Regions from separate parts of the Mus musculus genome. Here all the other regions are linked to region 3. A link is a contact called in public promoter capture Hi-C data. All regions are on one chromosome and are shown on one strand. Each heading gives the region's core, a stretch centred on a gene start, on an enhancer-like site or on the middle of the called end of the contact. The rest is flanking DNA. Distances are from core to core; before and after follow the strand shown. Region 1 overlaps Tmem67 (transmembrane protein 67). Region 2 has its middle 5.0 kb from the start of Gm46844. Region 3 overlaps Rad54b (RAD54 homolog B (S. cerevisiae)).

The links. Promoter capture Hi-C pulls out the DNA fragments that hold promoters and counts their contacts.
Region 1: a promoter capture Hi-C map of liver shows a contact between it and region 3. The contact joins two enhancer-like sites. A contact is called at or near these places in 9 of 39 promoter capture datasets (the C10 cell line, the HPC-7 cell line, cranial neural crest and 6 more), 1 of 15 datasets of contacts at CTCF or cohesin (CD8 T cells), 1 of 484 Hi-C or Micro-C datasets (cortical neurons), 1 of 115 datasets of contacts at active chromatin or transcription factors (fibro-adipogenic progenitors) and 1 of 9 other capture datasets (embryonic stem cells).
Region 2: a promoter capture Hi-C map of liver shows a contact between it and region 3, with 3 times the contacts expected there. The contact joins two enhancer-like sites. A contact is called at or near these places in 11 of 39 promoter capture datasets (the C10 cell line, the HPC-7 cell line, cranial neural crest and 7 more), 2 of 15 datasets of contacts at CTCF or cohesin (large pre-B cells and pro-B cells), 21 of 484 Hi-C or Micro-C datasets (B cells, LSK cells, the Patski cell line and 12 more), 4 of 115 datasets of contacts at active chromatin or transcription factors (embryonic stem cells, heart atrium, microglia and 1 more) and 3 of 9 other capture datasets (adipose tissue, embryonic stem cells and liver).

What each region holds. Positions count from the first base shown.
Region 1 is chr4:12,061,003-12,065,277 of GRCm38.p6, forward strand. Tmem67 (transmembrane protein 67) reads right to left here. Exons shown (of 28, transcript NM_177861.5): 12 at 2,672-2,828; 13 at 2,033-2,156; 14 at 753-858. It overlaps Gm52723 (a long non-coding RNA gene), which reads left to right. Exons shown (of 4, transcript XR_003955369.1): 4 at 310-759. Among named protein-coding and RNA genes, the nearest start is that of Gm52723, 16 kb to the left of the region's middle. Within about 2 kb of position 2,604, at least 1 of the 459 cell types and tissues checked has an H3K27ac peak or open chromatin away from gene starts, as enhancers often do. A contact at or near this core is called in liver, where this site is marked.
Region 2 is chr4:12,006,746-12,011,119 of GRCm38.p6, forward strand. No RefSeq gene overlaps it. Among named protein-coding and RNA genes, the nearest start is that of Gm46844, 5.0 kb to the right of the region's middle. Within about 2 kb of position 1,321, at least 151 of the 459 cell types and tissues checked have an H3K27ac peak or open chromatin away from gene starts, as enhancers often do. A contact at or near this core is called in liver, where this site is marked.
Region 3 is chr4:11,607,957-11,612,015 of GRCm38.p6, forward strand. Rad54b (RAD54 homolog B (S. cerevisiae)) reads left to right here. Exons shown (of 15, transcript NM_001039556.3): 11 at 1,338-1,513; 12 at 2,348-2,609. It overlaps Gm11832 (predicted gene 11832), which reads right to left. Exons shown (of 3, transcript NR_166636.1): 3 at 3,182-3,426. Among named protein-coding and RNA genes, the nearest start is that of Gm11832, 5.0 kb to the right of the region's middle. Within about 2 kb of position 1,490, at least 33 of the 459 cell types and tissues checked have an H3K27ac peak or open chromatin away from gene starts, as enhancers often do. A contact at or near this core is called in liver, where this site is marked.

The sequences.
Region 1 (4,275 bases), core at 1,354-3,853, 450 kb after region 3:
TCCTGTTTCACTCTGTCCCTCTCTCGCTCATCTGTCCTCCGAGCAGGAATGCTCTCTCCGAGGGACGGACCGAGGGAGGCACTGGCCATGTGTGACCAGGGTTTTCCAGGGTTATTCTTTGGTACAGCCTGCCTTTTGGGTGTACGAGCTCTCTGTCCTTCATAGGTGGGCCCTCTTGGACACTGAGGGCCTTCACTCTTTAGTGAATCAGGGCTGCAGGTCCAAACTTCATTTTCTGGTTCAACTTTATCCTGCTAGTTACAAAGCTGATGATTTTCATCTGTCTGTCTGTTGAATCATCTCTATCAGCTGCTGATAATCCTTCCACCGAGACACGGAAAGAATGGCTCAGTGGTCAAGAGTGCATACTGCTCCTGCAGAGGACGACCTGAGTTCAATTCCCAGTTCCCAGGCTGAGTGAGCCATCGTCAATTCCACCTCACTGCAGCTCAGTTACAGGGGAACCTAATGGCTCTGGTCTGCATGGGAGCCTGCCATCACTTGCCGCCCCTCCCCCACTACACATATACTACTAATAAAAAAAAATGTCATTCACTATTGTTTTTTAATATTCAACATCCTTAAGAGCTCAGCTTCTCTCTTTTATTAGACACCAATAATTAAGATTTGAATATATAAGCAAAGGGATTTGTTTAAAACTTTAAAAAATATTACCTTTTGACCAGGATAAGCTACAACAACATTTAAGTAGTATTTATAAATACAAGGGCACTGAATAATGAAGAACTCACCTTCGCAGACTGGCTATGAGCATTTTTGATGTCAATGTCACTGTAGGCAATGGTAAGTAGGGGAGTGTATATGTTTCCATTTTTTGTGTTGGGTACAAGGCGTATGCTGTTAAAAGAAAATATACTCAAACTTGTAAATATATTTAACATTTTAGGCATATATCATTTCTTTTTAATTTGTATAGACTGTCTTCATGTTTTAGTAAGGACTAGAGGAGGCTCTGTATAAGCTAAGAGTTAAACCATAGTTCATTCTCATTGGTTAAAAACTTTAATACTAAAGTATACCCCAGGAGACAAGATCTAGGCTCTGAGATGTACATATGAAATAACAGAAGCACTATGAAACACACTTCAGGAACATCAGAAAGAGCTATACTACATGACACCTAAACAAAAGCAGATAAAGTGTGGATTTTCAGATAAGAAAGATGAATTTTTACCAAAACACATGTTACATTTAGTTTTGTTTCAGTATAACTTGGCAACTACAGAGTATTAGTACCATAGAGTTAGTGAGCCCAAAAAGAAAAATGCCAGCATGGCCTCACCAAGGACAAGCCTACCCTGATTAGGTTTGATTTCATCTTTATTAGGAATTCTACTCTGGCAGACTGAGCCCATGGTGAAGCACAGTGCACATGGGTGTTAACATGAAGTACGGGAAAGCTCCCACAGTGCCCAACTCATACAACTGCCATGAGACCAAACGAACAGCGAGAAAATGATGAGCACATGAAGTGCTTCCCGTGTAAAGTTAATGTGTTCACAGCATACATTACAACATGGTGGAGTGGGGGTTCAATCAAGATCTTACTATTACATGGAAAAGAGAACACAGGCTGCATGGTGGCATGCTAAGGTGGGGTATTTAGAATGAGGGGGATGCTGGCTAACCTGGGTCAATCTAGACTCAAGATTTTAGACAGAGAGCCACGGAAGGAAACGGGGTTAGAGAGGCTGAGCACACTCTTTCCTAAGCTCTTACTACAGTACCATGGCAGCCACTGATATTCCCTCCCGTCCTCTCTCAGCCTACTGTAATTCCCTAGCAATAGAGAAGCCAACAACATGAATCTGCACAAACTCCTGAGAGTGGCTGCTATCAGTTTTCTGCTTTAGCCCTTAACCTTTATTGGACTCTGCCAATCTACTCATCTTACAGGAAAGCTTAGGTGTTGCTTCAGCTCGGTTCTACCTATTGCTTCAGTCTGATAACAACTAGTAAATACCTTCCTCACATACTCCCAATTCTACTTAGTCATTAGGTAGTTTTTTACCTCAGTGAAATCTGGGTAGCAACTCGAATTACTCTTGGCTGATTTCCTAGGTCATTTTCTCGCCCACTTACTGCATCCACTAAGAAAATGCGCCGAGTCAGAAGCCACTTGCTGGAGCTACTGTCTTTCATTATTAAAAAAAAAAAGAAAAAAAGAAAAAAAGGAAAGAGTGACATTAGGAAAGCTACCTTCAAAATGCTTATGATGGCACTCACAACACTTAGTTAAGAAATCAATATTAAAACCTAGACCTTTGTTTTATGTGAGATGAGCACTAAGGGCTACTCCTGTAGGAAATTGTCAGCCATCTCTGCTCCCTGCCTAGGTCACATTTTATAGCATGGGTAACAACAAAAGAAATTAGTTTGTCCCAAAAGAGGGTCAGAAACAGGAAAAAGAAAAAAGTTTCAATTCATAATTCTACTTATTTTCCTAGGGATATACTCTCAGCAAGGGTATGATGTCTTAAAGTACTGAAAAATCAAATTAATAAATGTCCTAAAGCTACAGAGATAGCTTGATGTACCTTGTACCTTGGCTCATGTGTATAAAGTTGCACATCACCCCCGGTTTCCTGAAATGATCATATTGGTTTCCGTTATTGATTCAGCTCTGAGAAAGCAGGGGCGAATGTCTTACCTTGGTTCACAAACAGTTTGTTGTGTTGAAGATTTAGGTTTAACACTGGGATAGGCCAAAGGTAACGGTGCTGCTCTTCATCAGTGTATTCGAGGTAAACATCATAAAATACAGGGCTGCTGAAGTCAACCAGGAGTTTAGAGAGAGAGATTTCACACTAGGAAGTAAAATAAAAATAAACACACCACAAATCAAAATTAGAAAGCATGTTAAACATGTCTTTTCTTAATTTTATAAAGTGTCTTTATATTATTTGCATGTACTTTCAAGAGATTTCCAAAATATAAATTTCTAAAAGTACTACTCAAAAAAAGAAAGAAAAAAAAGGCAACCAGTAAAGAATTTTTCTGTTTTTAATCTACATGAGGAGATTGGCTTTCACTTCCAACACTAAGTACATATCAAAGAAGAGGCTTAAAACCAGTGTTGTCCTTTGGGGTGAAGAACAGGTTTTTTTCTTGTTTGTTTGTTTTTCCTGTATAATCATGTTTTGTATAATCATGCATATGACTGGCTCCCTTCATGAGGGCTAAGCTCATCTCTGACTGTTCCCTACCAGTCTATACTCATGTGTTCATACCAACCCAGTACAGTTCCTTACCATGTATGTGTTAGGCCCTCCTAGCTTCCCAACACTACAAGTGTGGGTTCTTCATAAATTCCTTGCTTACTATGTTCCATCCAACTTCTGTTCACTGTAAGCCTTGAGTATCATAGACTCTGCCATTCTTTGCCTATATAGCTAGTGTCGTTACTGAGCTATGAACTACTTTTGTGCATAACGGTCAGTTAGACTGCAGTAATTATGGCTTTACACCTAATTACCTGATGCAACTGTTTTGGAAATAACCTAATATTACTGAGTCCCATGGATGCACAGACACCAAGTTCCTCACACAATTGTTTCACGAATTGAATGGGACATCATTGAGAGAATGATGAGCACATCGCCAGAGTCTCCCTTCTTGTAGTCCACATTGTTATAAAAAGATGACAAAACACCCTATAAGTCATGTCTGATCATAAAATTCATGTTCATGGTAGAAAACTTGGAAATTATAGGATATAAACAAAAATAATCTCTGGCACAACTGTCCAATATTAATCAATAATAAAAATGTTTCTTCCAATGAATTTCTCATGAAGGCACTGTTCACTGTGGTTTTGTTCTCTGTGTATGCATATACAAGATGTTAAAATGTTTTTATATACTACCAAGGATCTTACAAATGTTAAATGGCTCATAATATTCTTTTGTACCATACTGTAATGTCAAAGTGAAAGAAAGTCATGACAGGAAGGAGAAAGGAAAGTTTGGAGATAGGGATGTGTAAGGGGAGGTTCTGATTCTAAGGTCTAGTTCCGTAATTGGGTCTTGATTTGTCAATAAAGAAGGCCGGGAGCCAATTGTTGGGCAAAACGTACAGGAGGGACATCTGGGTTCCAAGAAGAAAAGAAGAGGTGGAGAAGGAGAGAAGGGGCTTTTCTGCCATGCTTTAGAGTAAAGAAGATGCTGCAATCATGTAAGGCCTCAAGGACACCTAGGACCTGTGGCCTCTGCTACATGCGGGTGGCTAAAGATGCTTGGCAGGGCTACTTGGAGC
Region 2 (4,374 bases), core at 71-2,570, 400 kb after region 3:
CAGCCCTGTTCACTGGCTTAAGGGTCGTTTGACACCCCCCACCCCAGCATGCATTGTGGTGTATTCTCTCCCTATCTCAGACATCCTTTCTTCTGGAAAAGACTGTTCCTTGACATGCTTCCTTTTCTCACTTCCTCTTGGGAGTTACATAATTGATTCCAAGGAAGCTGGAGCCACCACAGCCTTAGCAGTACCTACTAACCAATCCATACAACCCACACCCAGCCAGTGTGATGGGATTGTGAGAGAAATCCACTCAAAAGAGATCCAGTTAGTATTGCTCTCGAAATGCTGGCATTTGGCTTGCTAACCACACACCATGCATGAAAGAGACTCCTCTCAGGGTAGACATCATGATCATGGGGAAGATCTACCTGAAGACAAGTACGGATTGACAGGTTGAAGGAAGCATCAGAGTGTGGAGGGCACCAGTGTCTGAGCCCTGAGGACATAGAAGGTGTCTGAGTGTGCGAGAAATGTGGTTCTCAGTGCAATCCAGCAATGCAGCAGCAGCTAGAGACAAATTCTCAGGCCCCACCCCAATCTTGCCTTACTAGAAACTCGGGAGCAGGCTCCAGCCACCTGTGTTCCTATGAACTGAGTAAAAGACTCCAATACTTGTTAAAGTTTGGAAGTCACAGTCTCTTTTAGTTACGTCAGCCAGTAAATCTGCTTACGAGCATAAGGCAGTTGGGTTTTTGTTTCCTGTGTCACCTGTACTTTGAACTAGCCAGACTGATGAAGCAATGACAAACACAGCTATAGTGTGTCCTTTGAGTCCCCAGGAATCTGTTTACTGGGGGGTTGGGGATGGGAATGGAGGTGCATTCTTGCCTCTGAGTGGAAATCTGGAAGAGTCCCATTCTCTTTGCCTCTTTCTTCTTTTCAAGATTTCTGCTCATTAGGACAAAATATGCATAGCATAAAATGTTATCCTGCTGCTGACGTGGGTGCACAGGTCACGAGCGTTAAACACTCACAGCGAGGTGCAGTTGGAATCATCTTTTAACCCCAAATAAACTTGGCTCCCATTAAACAGTGACTTCCCGTCGCTCTCCTCCCTGATGCCTGGAAGTCATCTTTCTCCTTTCCCTTTCTGTGTATCTAACTACCCGAGGCGCCCAGGGGTGTTATATATACATCGCTTATCCTTTTGTCAGTGACTCTGTGCATGAGACATACGTCTTCAACATTTGTCCATGTATGCATTATATACTGTGGTCTCTTGTCTGTTGGAGGCTGAAGGAGTCTGCTGTTTGCACACTCCACAGTTTGTTTATCCGTCATCCACCAGCAGATGCTCGTTTGGCTTCCAGCTCCGGGCTTCCAGGAGGACGCATGCGCACATGTCTGCTTGAGTCTATTCTCTCCCAAGCACTCTCAGCTCAGATACTTCACAAATCTACTCTCTCTACCAAAGTGATAAATGGGTTCTGCACACGGGATATTTTTCTCCTACTTTTTTCAATGTAACTCAATACCCTGTTATACAACTGAAAACACATGCTACATCCTTATTATAGTTCTTAAAGTCTGAGTCATAGCCCAACCCTCAAACAGGAAGGGAAACTCACGGGCACTTAGGAAGCACAGGGCTGGTCCCAGAAAGAGCTTTCTGAGTCTTTATCTCATAAAATAGGTGTAACAACTTTGCCAAACAAGGACTCTTATCTTTTACAGAGGAGTAAACTCAGTTTCAGGCAGGACAAATAGCATCTCTGGTCCCACAGCTCCAGATCCCAGATTAGAATCCTAACAGTTCTGTGGATCTGTAGAGCAATTACATAATCTTTTCTACCTGCTCCAATTTCATGTCCAACTGGAGAGATTAAACTAAGTTACAGAATACTGATGGTAAATTAAAAAAAAAGTTTGTAAAGGTTATTTTAATTTTATATCAACAAATGTTTGGTCTCCATGTGTATGTGCAGTACCCATGGAGGCCAGAAGAGGGCATCAGATTCCCTCTGGAACTGGAGTTGTAGATGGTTGTAAGATGTGGGGGCTGGGAACTAAACAGAAGTCCACTGTAAGAGCAGTAGTGCTCTTGGCCACTAAGCCTGCTCTCCAGCCCAGTGACCATAAATAAAAATGGGGATACTCACCCACTGGTTGGAGAGCAATCTGTGTTGGAGGTTGAACGTTCTCAGGACCTCTAAGAATCAGTGATTTTTATATCAACAGCAGTTAAGGGCAAACACATTCCTAGGGTGAGACTCCGCTGAGGAAAAGGTGGAGAGGACAGGGTTAGCATGGGCTATGTGAGGGGCAGAGATTGGCCCTTCCGAAGTAGACGGCACCTACTACAGAACACCAATCAGTTAGTTTAGAACAGAAGATTCCATGAACGTTAGACCAAGAACTGGAAGCTCACGCCTTTGGAAAGCAGCGTAGCCTTAACACTTGCATCAGGAGAAGTGTAGTCAAACCTCTGCCTTATTCTAACTGGAAATCTTGGATGAGCCATTAAAACACATGCTCCCATTGTTCCCTCATCTGTACAGAGAGCTTAATACCCACTCTGTAGCAATGTTGTGAGAAGCTGTGATATTCGATGAATACAGTGTTTGTCCCAGGCCTGACTCATGACGGCTCAGTCACAGGAGCAGCTGTTGTTGCTGTCAGTGACATGTGTATATGCAGCAGAGTGTGCCAACAGGGAAGCAGGGCACTTCCTCGTCTCAAGAGTGCTGACCCAGAGAGCACTTTAGGGAAACTTCGTGACAACAGAAGTCAGTCTGGAGTATAGACATGACATCAGTGGCAAAGGGGTCTTAGAGGTGACATTGGGGGTGACATTGTGAGAAGGGGGCTAGGGATGGTAGAAAAAGCTGGAGTAAAAAGTGAAGAGCTAAGGGAAACCAGAGCATCTGAGTAAGGCCTTAGAGAGAGGGAAAGTCTTGACAACTCCAAACTCACAGCAACTCCTCACAGAGGAGGAGCAGGCAGGAGGAGAGAGGGGGGTGAGATTTTCATGGCAACAACAGCCAAAACTAAGGCAGCAGAGCCAACAGTCTGAGGGATGGGGTGGGGGAGGCATCCCAAGGAGGTTGTCCTTCCAGAATGTTGACTTGGACAGGATGACAGGACACTGAAAAGAACACAGAGTAGTTTCCTTCATGAGCAATTGATACCAGAGACTATGAGGGGAAATCAGCACACCTGAGAGACAGACAGAGCACAGGAAGTATAGGGCAGACCTTCATAAACAGATTGAAGCACTCTTCATGTTAAACATTCCCATTGCTTCAAGCAAATAACAGCAAAAAACCAGGTGATTGTGTCTTTCATGGGGAAGTCACAGAGACCTGGATATGACAGACCTCATGTGGCCAGCCTTCATTTAACTAACCCACATGATTGTTCTGTGAGGCAAAGTGCCAAGTAGCCTGCACTTCTGGATGAAGGAGGGAGGGGGGTGTATAGAATGTTGCATTTTTCTTGTGCTGAGGAGCACTGATATTTGTCTGGATATCCATTATGTGTGAGCCATATGACAAGACATTAATACAGCACTAATTCTCATGCTAGGATGCTAGCACCCAATGAACGCTTGACTGGAAATTCTATGAACATTTCCTGGTTGCTAGGTTACTCACCAGAATATTACATTGTGTATTTCTTCACATGTTCCTGTGTATACACCACTACTTTAACCATGGTCCATTATTTTTTAAAATACAAAATAGATGAGCCATTATCATATGGTTTTGGCATTGTAGTGTGTACATGTGTGCATGAATGCACACTCACGTGCATGTGTGTGTGTGTGTGTGTGTGTGTGTGTGTGTGTGTGAGTGCACTTGTGATCAGGCATCACACATGCCTGTGTATGTATAAAGATCAAAGAACAACTTGTGGGAATTGATTCTCTTCTGCCTTTTGGATTCCACAGATGAAATTCAAACCACAAGGCCTGACTGAGCCGTGTGTGCCGCTTGTTTTGGATCAAAATCGTTCTCTGTAAAAATTAACCAATCTAAGAGTTATTCTTAAAGTTAAATTTTCCTTTTGCCTTTGAACTTAGTCTGATTATTTCTATGTAAATCACCTTGTTGATCTTCTCTCTAAGGTCTTAGCACACCAGAATGTAGTCCATTTCTTATCTGAATGAAATAGCATGCATCACTTCATTCTTGAAGTGAGTCTCGTCTCGTTGCTGTTCAGAGTTAAAGTGGATTGTAAATGAAAGTGTTTACCTTTTCTATAAGCAATGCAGTGTCTCCAAAGGTGCCTTCCAGGTAGGAGGGGGAGAGGGAAGAGGAGATTGAGTACTTGCTATTGTTTCAGGAGCACACATGCTCCTGAATATTAAAAGTCAAATCAGAAATATTCACACCACTAGCTTTTCCATTTAATGAAAGTTGCATTATC
Region 3 (4,059 bases), core at 240-2,739:
AGCAACTTTTAAAGAAACAGGTTCTATATACAGTGGTAACAATTAAACCCTTTGGGCATGAAGTTCTACAGATATTTAATCAAGTGACTTTACCTAGGCATTGTTTTTTCCTTGTTGAAAGCCAAATTACAATTAAATATGTACCCAGAAAGGTTTGTCCAGTACTACTAAAAAAGGAATATAAGGGGAGTTTAAAATGTAGTTAGCTGCTCAGGTAAATAAGGTCAAAGATGAATATAGTGTGCATAAAAACCAAACCAAAACAAACCTGTCCAGTAGTGTTGGCTCATGCCTTTAATTTCAGCACTCAAGAAGCAGAGACAGGTGATCTCTGAGTTCAAGGCCAGTTTAGACTTCATAGAGAGCTGCAGGCCAGCCTGGTGTCTAGGGTGAGACTCTGAAAGAGGAAAGGGCTCTGAATGAGTCGATGATTTTTGCATCAGGCCCCCAGTTCTTTTTCGACCTGAGATAACAGCAGAAAAGGAAGAAGTCTTTCAGGCAGGCAGTGCTGTAGGTTAACAAAGTTCCAGAAAAGGAGAGGATCCTTCAACTTGGGAGAGGAGAGAGACTCGCCAGTCCTGACCATTTACCCCAACAGGGGTTGTCATCAGGGTCACTCTAAATTCATCTATTTCTATGTCAACTAGGCATTTTAAAGAAAGAATTTCAGAGGTGCCTATAATCATTTTGGAATAAAAGTAATTGGAGTTAAAATGGGGACCCTGGGTTCAATATCCAGCATATCCCTCCACCACAAATTCTAGTTATATAAGCACACTGTGTTATAAGATTTCTCTAGTAGCCTTTTGATGACATCATTACTTCTTATGAAGAAACTGATATGACTTATGACTCAGGCAACTTGTCTAGTTTTGGTTTGTCATCTGGAAAATGTAATGAGCCACTTACAAATCAAGAGAAAAAGTAGTAGGAGAGGAGACAGTGAAAAGGAGAGAGAGTATTGATGAGGATGCCAGGGAGTGAGGGTATTGATAGGAAGTGCCAGGGAGTGAGGGTATTGATAGGGAGTGACAGGGAGTGAGGGTATTGATAGGGAGTGACAGGGAGTGAGGGTATTGATAGGGGAGTGCCAGGGAGTTAGGGTATTGATAGGGAGTGATAGGGGAGTGACAGGAAGTGAGGATATTGATAGGGGAGTGACAGGGCTTTGGAAAGGCCTATGAACTGTGCAGGGAGCATGGGACTGCTTGAAAAGTGGTAATTGTGACCTACAAAGATTTCCTTCACAGTTGGCTTGGAAGTAAATCCCCTGTAAGTTTTGCTCCTTACTTATTAAAACAGTAAATGTGAACGCATATTAACTCATATTTGAACAGGGCAAAGAATTTAGCTCAAGTTGTGAGGAAAATGAAGAAAGAAATCTATGCCAAGGCTTGCTGTCTGTGTTCCCTGCTGGCTACAACCCTCTGCAGTTCTCTGAGGAAGAGTCAGGAAAACTACAGGTGTTAGTCAAGCTCCTGGCAGTGATCCATGAACTTCGTCCCACTGAGAAGTAAGCCAGCGTCTAGCCATTCTGCTGCCGTCTGTCCCTGCCCTGCCTCCACAGTCTCTCGGGGACTTAGGGCCTTTGCTTTACTTTCTCCAAAGAATCAATTTTTGCAAGTCCTCTAGTCACATGGAGGTGAGACCTGGGCTTCTGTGTACTGATGCTCTACAGTCTTTGCTTCTGAGGAGCCTCAGTGAGATTTTACAGTGTTTGGGCTGGTGAGATTGCTCTGCGGTTGAGAACATACTCCTTTCCAGAGGACCTGAGTTTGGTTTCCAGAACCCATACCGGGTCCCTGCAGGGGAATCTGACATCCTCTTCTGGCCCCTGTGGGGACCTGTACTCAACATGTGTGTATGTACACACACACACACACACACACACACACACACACACACACACACACACACACGATTAACACTGAAAAGGCTGTGAGGTGTGAACACTCTGTGTTGATTGCTGCTGGAGCCCATTCTGTGTCTATTTCTTTTCCTGCTGCTCTTTTAAGGCAGCCAGCCCCTGTCTTACTTTTCTCCTTTTACTTTTGCATATAAACATTTCCTTGTTTATTTGATAGAGTTTGAAATTTTTTTTCTTGTATTTTGTTTACTGTGCTCCTTTTTAGGGTGACATCAGAGATGAGGGAGGCAAGGTCTTTGTTCTAGCATCTTAAGACTGGAAGTTTAGATAAGGACTTCAAAGGAGAAGGGAGGAGTCCCTGTGGTTAGTTGTTCAATGCTGCCACTGTGATATCAGGGTTACTATTGTCCTTCACATAGAAAACAATCCAGGCTACTGCTTTAAAACATAATGTAATGACGTTTTGTTTTTGGTTGACAGAGTGATTTTGGTATCCAACTACAGACAAACCTTGAATGTTCTAGAAGAAGTATGTAAGCGTCATGGATATGCTTGTGCAAGACTTGATGGCCAAACACCAGTCTCTCAAAGGCAGCACATTGTTGATAGTTTCAATAGTAAATACTCTACTGATTTTATTTTTTTATTAAGTTCAAAAGCTGGTGGTGTGGGACTTAATCTCATTGGAGGATCTCACTTAATTCTCTATGATATCGATTGGAACCCAGCTACTGATATCCAGGTAGGACTATGCATTAAGATGACACTATGAACGTCCAGAAGCACAGCTGTGATGATGGTGTGTTAATAGCTGTTGTGTTGGGCTCTGGTTTTGTACCCAGTGCTCTGCTGCGTGCTTTCCACTCACTGTCTGTTTAATCTTCACAGCATCTCCCATATGGATATTAGTAGCCTATGTTTTCTACATGTGGAGAGATTTGTTCTCCTTCCAGTGTGAGAATTCAAACCCAAGCTTCAGGTCACACTGTACAGCTAACTTGCAGGGTGTTCATGACCACTGGGGATGACAGTTGTGGAGCCATGATTGACTCGTGGAGGTTGCAGTAAGACTACAACATTAATTTCGTTAGGAAACTTTGTGGAGAAGACCAGGGTTTTTCAGTGTACAGACTACTCTTATGTTTTCTTAAGGTTTTAACAGATAGATTTCTACCTCAGTTGGCATTTCATTAAGGGATCCCGAGACAGCCATGGAGTTTGTGACTTACTAGGCCTCCGAGAACGGAGGAAAGCACCTGTGCTCATTCAATGTTTTACACGGACACTAAAATCAGCAAACACATAAGGCAGGGATCAGGAGGGACGAGGCACGAACTCCATCCCCTCTCCACTCAGAGCTTTATAAACAGTAGTTAATTCTCAGCACCAGTGAGGGACAGTGCCAGCTAAAGGACTTCACCCAAGGTTTGGTGTCCAGAGCTTCTGCTGCGAGCTGGTTCTGTAACATTAGTGCCTCCACGACAGCCTGATGAGTCCTTCGATCGTCTTCCCTCCAGAGGTCAGAGTCACACCACATGAAGCTGGGTGTGATGGTCAGCCTGAGGAGAGATGAAGGATGATGGTAGACATACAACTGCACTGAGTGTGGGCGGGCGGACACAAAGACCTACGTTTCAGTAGGACAGAGGAGTTGGGGGAGGGGAGTAACCTGACCTCAGGATCCCCGGCTGCCTGCGGGCAGAGCAGAGACAGGCCTTTAATGATTCTTAGGTGGTTTTGGGAGGGGCACTCTTTAAAATTTTTATCTCATAAGTTCGGGGATTTTCTTCTGTGAGCTTTAGATCAGTGGGTAGTTTGTGTGATAGAAATTGATGGCCAAGAGTGCTGGCATTATTCTGTGCCTGGTGGGGTTTTCCATTTTGGTAAGGTAGGGATAAGGGAAAGCTACATGCACACATTGTCAGTAAGAGGGGGAGGTAGTAACAGGCTTCACGGATTAAGGGCATTGGAAGCAGCCGTTCTGGGAGAGTGGGCAAGGTATAAATACCAACCCTGTGCTGCCCAGGATCACTTTAATCCTTAAACTAGAGGGAGCCTACAGTGATTGCAGACAGCGTAAGGGATTTTCAAGGGTGAACTATTGGCTGCTGGGACCTTGCATGCCCAGGCTGTGCTTTGCTTCTTGGCTGTCTAAATTTGCCTTCATGTTTTATCAAGATACCCATCTCACT